Regions from separate parts of the Pan troglodytes genome. Here region 1 is linked to region 2. Evidence: chromatin contacts called from public HiChIP or PLAC-seq data. All regions are on one chromosome and are shown on one strand. Each heading gives the region's core, a stretch centred on a gene start, on an enhancer-like site or on the middle of the called end of the contact. The rest is flanking DNA. Distances are from core to core; before and after follow the strand shown. Region 1 holds the start of EP300 (E1A binding protein p300). Region 2 holds the start of RBX1 (ring-box 1).

The links. HiChIP or PLAC-seq counts read pairs in DNA pulled down with a chosen protein or histone mark.
Region 1: a contact with region 2 is called in an H3K4me3 HiChIP or PLAC-seq map of stem cell-derived excitatory neurons, with 9 times the contacts expected there. The contact joins the promoter of EP300 here to the promoter of RBX1 in region 2. A contact is called at or near these places in 2 of 7 Hi-C or Micro-C datasets (induced pluripotent stem cells and stem cell-derived neural progenitor cells), 1 of 1 datasets of contacts at active chromatin or transcription factors (stem cell-derived excitatory neurons) and 1 of 1 other capture datasets (stem cell-derived neural stem cells).

What each region holds. Positions count from the first base shown.
Region 1 is chr23:43,084,317-43,088,591 of NHGRI_mPanTro3-v2.0_pri, reverse strand. EP300 (E1A binding protein p300) reads right to left here and starts at 1,975. Exons shown (of 31, transcript NM_001244670.3): 1 at 1,213-1,975. The coding sequence starts at 1,306. It overlaps MIR1281 (microRNA mir-1281), which reads right to left and starts at 1,797; the gene lies at 1,745-1,797.
Region 2 is chr23:42,940,537-42,945,010 of NHGRI_mPanTro3-v2.0_pri, reverse strand. It overlaps RBX1 (ring-box 1), which reads right to left and starts at 2,309. Exons shown (of 5, transcript XM_515153.7): 1 at 2,123-2,309; 2 at 1-48. The coding sequence starts at 2,200.

The sequences.
Region 1 (4,275 bases), core at 726-3,225, 140 kb before region 2:
TAACTCCATTATGCACTCTCACTGGCAGATGGAGGGATGACGCTGAGCCTGCTCTCAGGGAGTTAAAGAGATGCTCCGTAGTAAAGGGGAACATCTTGTGGACTGTCAGATGGCCAGCCATTCTTCATCTTCATTATCCCAGCAAAGAAAAGGTCCTTACCCATCAGGATAACACCATTAAACTAACTGTAAGAAAAGAATGAAGGGATGATGGAAGAAGTCTCCCTGAACTTCTCCTGACAAAGGAGCTAGTCCACAACTGAATGAACTGGTCGTAAAGCTTTTAAACGAAAATCTTGATCTCCAAGTATGTTTAAAAGTGTAAAAAGACAAAGACACACACAAACACCAAACCTAATGCACATTTTAAACTTTTGTACAATCAGTTCATGTTTGTAGTTCATGATTGGAACTCTTTCAACTTCTAACCTTGATTTCCAGGTACGTAACTCCACAAAATTGTTTATCTTTTTTATTTCCCCTAAAATGAGAAAGTGACTGCAAACTGCAAAGAACATGCCCCTGTTCTCCCAACCTAAAAACCCAGAGTTTTAGACATTTTGGTCTCACACCAAAGAACTGGGAGATGTGAAATGAACTGCGCTCCATATTGATTCTTAAAGCAAATAAGAAGAAAAAGGAAAAAAAAGCTAAGAATGGTAGGTAAGATAAAAGAATTGTTAAACTTCACCTCTAACCTGAAATCTTGGACCTCGCACACACAAAATCAAGATTTTTTTACACCCTATTCCTCAACAGAAAATATTCTGCAAAAGAGAGAAAATTTCGAAGAGTGGAAAGTAGAGGAAACACAGTAAGTACAGTAAGGAGAAAGGATTCGAAATTCATTTGCCAAGAACAAAAAAAATGAAACTTAAATTGCATAGGAGCTCTTACACACAAATGCATTGGCATTTCCCAAATTAAATTGCATGAGAGCAACAATACAGGCCATTTCTATATAGCACCCACTTACGAGCTCTAATTCCAGAACACACACCGATATGACATAGTGTTGCAATCAATGTATTAGGAGGCAAAGAAAATGGTTGGGCTACTGGACGTCTTCGACCAGCTCATTCAAATACCTTTAAAATTAATTAAGGGGCAGGGAACTAGAGAGAGAGGAAGAAAAAAAAAATGGAAGAATAAAGGCGCACCGAGTAGAAAAGATTAAAGGGAACGTGGAAGGCCGGGGCTGCCGAAACTAACCTGTGCCATCGCTGGCGGACGCCGAGAGGGCCGGAGATGAGAGTTTAGGCCGCTTGGCTGAAGGCGGCCCCGGTTCCACCACATTCTCGGCCATTTTTAATTCTTTCGGAGATACAAGCGAGGAAAACCAGAATCCTCAGGAAATCTCTTCTTCGGCCCGGGGTCCCCGCGCCGCACCCAGGGGTGGGCTGGGGGGCTCCGACGGCACCCGAGGGGGTGGGGGAAGTTCCTTTTTCTCTTCGCCGGGTCGCAGTGGCTGGAGAGGGATGCGTACTCGATAGAAAAGGTAAGGGCAAGTGCGAGGGGCCGGGCCTGGGCCCAAGCCCGGAGGAGGGCACAAGAGCACAAATTCGCCGAGCGCGTCCGCTGTGGCGAATTCCCGAGAACTCGCGGCTCTAGAGGCGCAGTCCCCGGCCCGCCACGGCCGGCCCCTGCCCAGCCGAGGTCTCTCGGAGCTCCGCCGCCGCCATCAGCCTCTTCCTCCTCGGCGCTGTCCTCCTCCTTCTCATCGCCACAAGGAGGCGGGGGCGAAAAGGGGGGAGAGGAGGAGGCGACAAGAGACACTCACCTCCTCCCGGTGCCCCCTCCCGGGCCTGCGCCCCCACCCTCCGAACCCTCCTCCTGCCGCCGCGCTCCGCGCCGCCGCCGCACCGGCCCCTAATGGCCGCAGAGAGCTCGCCCGAGCCGAGAGCCAGGCTGGCGCCGCCGCCTCACATCGCGCGGCGGCCGGCGGAGGCGCGGCAAGGACGCCGGGAGCGGAGCTGGCCGGACCAGAGGGCCGAGGGGGCCGGGCCGAGCAGCGCCGCCCGCACGCCCGCGCCGACGCGGAGCCCACCGAGGAGGCCCCGCTCCGGCGGCGGCGCAGGCGGCCCCTCCTCGCGCCGCGCTCCCCTCCTTCGCCTTCCTTTCCCGCGGAAAATAAATAAATACGGCCGCTGCTACGGCCCCCACCGCCGGCGGCCAGGTGCTGGGAGCGCCCGCCCCCCGGGGCTCCGTTCGGGGCCGCCCGCGGCGGCGGGCGAAGGCGCCGCGGGGCGCGGGGTTATGTAATGGTCCCCCCTAGGCGTCGACGCCGGCCCGGCTCCTGGACCGCGGTGGGGGTGTGTGCGGACGGGAGGGGGCTGGGGGTCGCCTCAGCCCGTGCGCCCCGGGCCCCCTGCCACTGTCTCAGCCCCTGCCGCCTCTCTCCGACCCGACTCCCCTCCGCACTCTCTGGCTCCCGCAGTTAGCACTCAGCCCGGCGTCCCGCTTGCCCACTCTCGCCCGCTCTCTCTCGCCCTCTCTCCCCCCCAGCCTAGCACACAAACAAGATGGCGGCTGTTGTTTCTTCCCTCTGCCGAATCCTCCTTACAGGCTAGCGGTAGCGGCGGCGGCCGGAAATGAGCCAAGGGGGGGTGAAAAAGGGGAGGGGCCGGGCCTCCGGAGGGGGGCGGGGCCTAGGCCCGAGCCGCTCACACAATGGGGGAAGTGGAGCCGGGGGCGGGGCCTGTCCCAATCACGGGATCCGCCCTAGGCCCCAACGCGGTTAGCGCTTCCGCAAACTCCCCCGGCGTCACCCTGTGGCTCCCTTTAAAGGGGAGGATTTTAAGAGTGGGGAGGATTTTAAGGGGGGAGGGGCGGGGACGGACTCAGAATCTATTTTCAGTCGGTGGATAGTTACGAGGGAAGGTTCCTGCCTTTGGTCTCTGCGTAAGGGACCGGTGGGAACCGGGACGACGGAACCCCGGAGCTGCTCCGAGGAAGGCGCCAAGTCGCCACTCAGGTGGCCAAATGGGAGCGCCCGTAGGGCGGCCCTGCTCTTCGGCCCTTGGGTGGCGGGTACCCCAAAACCCCGGTCGAATCCACCAGGCAGGGTGTACCCACTGCCGGCTGTTCCGGGCCAGATACCCAGTGCGTCCTCACTTCTCCATTGCCCTCCCAAAGGGAGCAGTTCACATCCAAAAAGCACGTTGATTACGAGTTGTTTTCATTTTCTCTGAATTTTCCTTTTCCTTTTTATGTATTATTTATTTATTTATTTTACAACGAGCATTATTACTCTGACCAGAAAACAAAATCACAGCAGTGGAAAGATGTTTCGGCACCAGACCCAAATTCATTTCTTGCCCTCCACGTGTGTCCATACGCCCTTACCAGGTAGCACTCTCACCGCAGAAGCCTTCAAGTATTTTCCTAAACATGGCTGGGACCTGAAGACATTTCTAGGGTTTGTCTTTTTTTTTTTCTCGTCCGCTCCCAATAGAACAAGTTAGTAAAAGACCACGTCTAGCCATTGCCTTATCTAATGTAATTATTGGAAAAACAAAAATGTGGTAAAGGTAATGTAAGGATGGAAAAAAGCAAAAATGTAATGGTGAGAGGAAATGCTGGAATATAAAGTCTGGTGTGTGGGACTCCACAGTTTTGCAGCTGAGGTCGGAGACGTGCTTTCAGGTTCCTACACATCACCCTGTGTTTGGCCATGGGTAAATTGGTACTGGAGGAGGTGGCAGGGGTGTAAGTGACCCCGAAAGAAACCCCGAAACCAGTATCTACTGATACGGTTAAAAGCTTTTTCTCGGCCAGGCACGGTGGCTCACGCCTGTAATCCCAGCACTTTGTGAGGCCGAGGCCAGTGGATCACCTGAGGTCAGGAGTTCGAGACGAGCCTGGCCAACATGGTGAAACCCCGTTTCTACTAAAAATACAAAACTTGTCCGGGTGTGGTGGTGCACGCCTGTAATCCTAGCTACTTGGGAGGCTGAGGTAGGAGAATCTCTTAAACCCGGGAAGCGGAGGTTGCAGTGAGCTGAGATTGTGCCATTGCACTCCAGCCTGGGCGACAAGAGCAAAACTCTGTCCCAAAGAAAAAAATTTTTTTTTTCTTTTATTTCATATCTCATGCTCCGTAGCTGGTATTTGCAAATTGTTGGATTTTCTTTGTTTTTTTTTTATATTGTTTCTGTTTGTTTTTTAAATTAATGTTGGGATGAATAAATAAGAACATAAGAGTGAAGATCCTAATGGAGCAATTGAAGTTGCTGACAGGGATGGAATCTGTCCTCTAATGATCAGGCCTAGATC
Region 2 (4,474 bases), core at 1,060-3,559:
ACAGTTATCAACCACAATATCCCAGGCCCAGAGGGCTACTGCATTCCACTGCAAAGACAAAAAGAGGGAACAGTGCATTCTGCTTGTAACACACACACACACTCTTTAGGACCTCAGGCTGCAGCTGCAGTTATCATCTCTTTGGCCACAGGGAACCACCAAACAAAAGTTTTTGGATATTACGTTAATCTTATTATACCAAAGACAACAGTAGACTACACGTATGTTCTATTCTCCAAAAGGCTGAGTATATGAACACAGAAATTAATGTCATCTTTTAATTTGTTTCCTATAGTTTAAAATAATTTAGTCTGGCCGGGTGCAGTGGCTCACGCCTATAGTCCTAGCATTTTGGGAGGCCGAGGCGGGCGGATCACTGAGGTCAGGAGTTCAAGACCAGCCTGGCCAACATGGCAAAACCCTATCTTTACTAAAAATACAAAAATTAGCCAGGCCTGGTGGCGGGTGTCTATAATACCAGCTATTTGGGAAGCTGAGACAGGAGAATCGCCTGAATCTGGGGGACGGAGGTTGCAGTGAGCCGAGATCGTGCCACTGCACTCCAGCCTGGGCGACAGAGTGAGACTCCATCTCAAAAAAAAAAAAAAAAAAAGGGGGCACAAACTTGAATTTCTGTGCAGGTTTTGGTGGCAGTTGCAGAAGAGCTCAAAATCTGAATAAGTATCTGCTCTACGCAGCTCTGGAAGCATGAGCAATGAAGTGAAAGCTAGAGAACAGAATGAACTAAGATAATGACTGGATCATAAAATGGGTAATCATGGGATAAGCTGGATAATTAAATACCCGTGTCAGTACACAAAACAAGGTCATCACTTAAATCTTAGATTACTTCATAACAAATTCTACAATTCACTAGAATTTTGTTTCTTGCCATAAAATAAACTGATGTTCTCAACTTTTATATGTTTAGACTCTTCTATTAAGATAATAATTCCAGTAAGAGTTTAACAGAATTTCATTCATTCAACTCTGGCTTCCTCAATTACAAATACTCCCAAACCTTCATCGCTTTCAAACCCCATTCTCAGTGCCTAGTAACTTCTTTACCACTTTTCACATCACAGCTTCAAGGTGGAGGAAAAGCCCCTACTTCTATTATTTTTCAATATGGCTGCTGGCTGTAACTGAGCAGCAGTGGCCACAACGAGACACCAAAAAGCAGTAGGACGGGGGATATTGTCAGTGTTTAGCCAGATGTTCTAGGAATATCTTCCCTATTTTAGAATCTCCATTTTGAACAGCTTTCATGTTAGGTGGGAATCGATACTGTTCTCCCAAACTGTGGCAAACCACTAAAAGGCATTTCATGCAAAAAGACACGTTCCATTTTTGCTTTCCCACGCTTACCAAGTCGTTCGCGACTAGTACTCAACCCTCCCTAACTGCCACAGGATTTGGGCTCGGATTTTCTTAACAAGTTCCACCATGCTTTTTATTATTATTTTGGAAGGGGGAGATTCTGGACGTGACAGAGAACCCAAGAGTGGGGTGGTTGTGTGAAAAGCCAACAGACGTCTCAGAAGAGCCAAGCATTACACTCCAGACTCTAACCAGGCGGTGTGAGGCCTCGGTTCAGCAAGGATCCCTCCAAGTGAGAGGACCCCTCCAAGTGAGAGGACCCCAAGCTTCAAAAAGGGGCGGAGCAAGATCACCAAGGGGGCTCCTCAGAGGCCTCTAATGCGGTAGGACCTCAGGTTCCAGGCTTTCGCCGCACTGCCCCATCCTCCACCGCCGCATTCGCTTCGACTCCCCATTCCACCCACCCCACCCCACCCTACCCTGTCCTTCCCCCACCTCTCAACCACTCCAGTGACAGCTCAAGCGCTTGGCTCCCGCCGCCAAGTCGCAACCCCGCGTATCTCAATAAGCAGCTCTGTGATTGGCCCCTTAGCCTCACAGCGAAACCAACACTTCCCCCAACAGTGGGCCGCCGTCACGCCGATCAACTCTAAGACCCGCCCCCCGGCTTCCTTTCGTGGTACCCGGTCCCAGGAACGCCCTGAAATGAAACCCTTTACTCCGCGCCTCGACCATCCTCGGGCCTGCCAGCCAGATCCGCGCCTCTCTAGCTTCCCTGAGGAAGGCGCTGGCGAGACCCAACCTTTTTCACTTCAAAGCGCTTCTTGCCCGCGCCGCTGTTGGTGCCGCTCGGGGTATCCACATCCATCGCTGCCGCCATTTTGGAAACACACGGTCTGTCGTCCGACCACCGCGCCTGCGCAGCAGCGCACACTTCGCTCCCCCCACTTCCCCGGCACCTCCTCCCGCACCCCACCCCTTACTGGCGCGCGAGGCGGAGGTGGGGGCGGAGCACGTGACCACGCCTCTTAAAGGGGCTGTCGCAGGTCGCCCCACCCGCGAAGTGTAGGCCGGGGAGGGGGCGGTGGCCGGAGTGGGTGGGGCGGGGCCGGGCGGGGCCGAGGCTACGTGAGCTAGCCGGGTGGAAACGTTCGAAAGGGCTCGACGTCGCTGCCTCCTCTGGGAAGCCCCCGGCCGCGCTCCGTCAGCTGGGGCGGCGGCTGCTTCCTCCGCCTGAGCCAGACCTGCGCCGCAGTCCTGTCCTGCCTGCCGGGCTCGCCGAGTTGCCGCGCGGCTCCCGGTGCTGGCGGGGGTGGGCGCCCGCGGCCTGCCCCGAAACCCAAGAGTCCTCGCTGGTCTTTCGCAGACTCTGACCCGCTTCCGAGCCAGGCCCAAGGTGCAGTCCCCGTGGGAGGGCTGGGGCCCAGGCACCGTCTGGTCTCCGATTTCTGTTCGGGAACTGCTCAGGGATTCGATGGGGAGAGAGGAGACCCCCGAAGTTCCTCCCTAAGGCCACACTGAGCAGGCCCCCAGCCCTGCCTTTACTCGCCCGCCAAGCCTGGGGGGTGGCCTCTGCGCCCACATAGTCGCAGTCCTAGGACCGCCTTTGGTCGTGGTGCACGGTTTCACCGTAACGTGTGTCAGTCCCCACTCCGCATTCCTCAGTTGTCATCTTTGTAGGGTGATTTCTCCCCGATCTGTGTCCTTTTTCCGCTGCTTGTGCTGTAGTGAAACCGACCCATCTGCAGTCGCTGTATTTCTTGAATTTTTGTGAGGCATTCTTTTTTAACTCTTGTTGCCCAGGCTGGAGTGTAATGGCGCGATTTCGGCCCACTGCAACCTCCGCCTCCATGATTCAAGCGATTCTCCTACCTCAGCCTCCCGAGTAGCTGAGATTACAGGCGCCCGCCACCACGCCCGGCTAATTTTTTGTATTTTTAGTAGAAACGGGGTTTCACCACGTTAGCCAGGCTGGTCCCGAACTCCTGACCTCAGGTGATCCGCCTGCCTCGGCCTCCCAAAGTGCTAGAGCCGATTTTTTTTTTTTCTTTTTTAATTTTTTAAAAAAATAGAGACAAGGTCTCGCTATGTTGCCTAGGCTGGTCTCGAACTCCTGGGCCCAAGTGATCCTCCCACTTCGGCCTCCCAAAGTGCTGGGATCACAGGAGTGAGCCATCCCACCCGACCCAAGCACCTGTACTTTGTCACTCTCCCATTTCTGGCTAGACCAGGACTCCCTTTGACATCTCTAACCTTGCAGAGGTGTGACTCTGCCAGAGCACTCTTAGATCTCGTACAGGTGCATTTGAAGCCTTGTATTTTCTCTTAAAAGATAACTGGCGGGTAATGGAGCGTGCTTACTCTATTGCTAAAGAGAAAGAATAGGCTGGGCGGGGTGGCTCACGCCTGGGAGCCACTTTGGGAGGCCGAGGCAGGTGGATTACCTGAGGTCAGGAGTTTGAGACCAGCCTGGCCAACATGACGAAACCCCGTCCCTACTAAAAATACAAAAATTAGCTGGGTGTGGTGGCACGCGCCTGTAGTCCCAGCTACTCAGGAGGCTGAGGCAGGAGAATCTCTTGAACCCGGGAGGTGGAGGTGGCAGTGAGCCGAGATCGAGCCACTGCACTCCACGCCTGGGTGACAGAGCGAGACTCCGTTCCCCCCCCCAAAAAAATAATAAAAGAGAAAGAATTGCGATTTGTTTGTTAGTTATAAACAGCAACAACAGATCCGGGAAAAGACCACCACAGCTTTATCCAGACTTGGAAAGAAAAATTGTGTGAGACCTTAAAGGGCTACAAGAACCCTACAAAGTTTTTCTTAGCCCAAGTTTTAATGACTTTGTTAAAATTTCTGTTGTTAATTTGTTGTGTGCCTACAGGCCCTGACAGGAATACTAGAAACCCATTGTAAATTAAGGTCTTGAAGACATATTTATCAATCATTCAATAAAAGTATTGATATTTACCAGGTTCTGTTTTAAACAGAAGAGACATAATAACAGAGTCAAATAAACCCCTAGTTAGGGAATAATACGCAAGTCAACAAATAAATACATCAAGAAGTCTCAGGGCCAGTAGAGGTGGCCTAGCCTGTAATCCCAGCACTTTGGGAGGCCGAGGTGGGAGAATCACCTGAGGTCAGGAGTTAG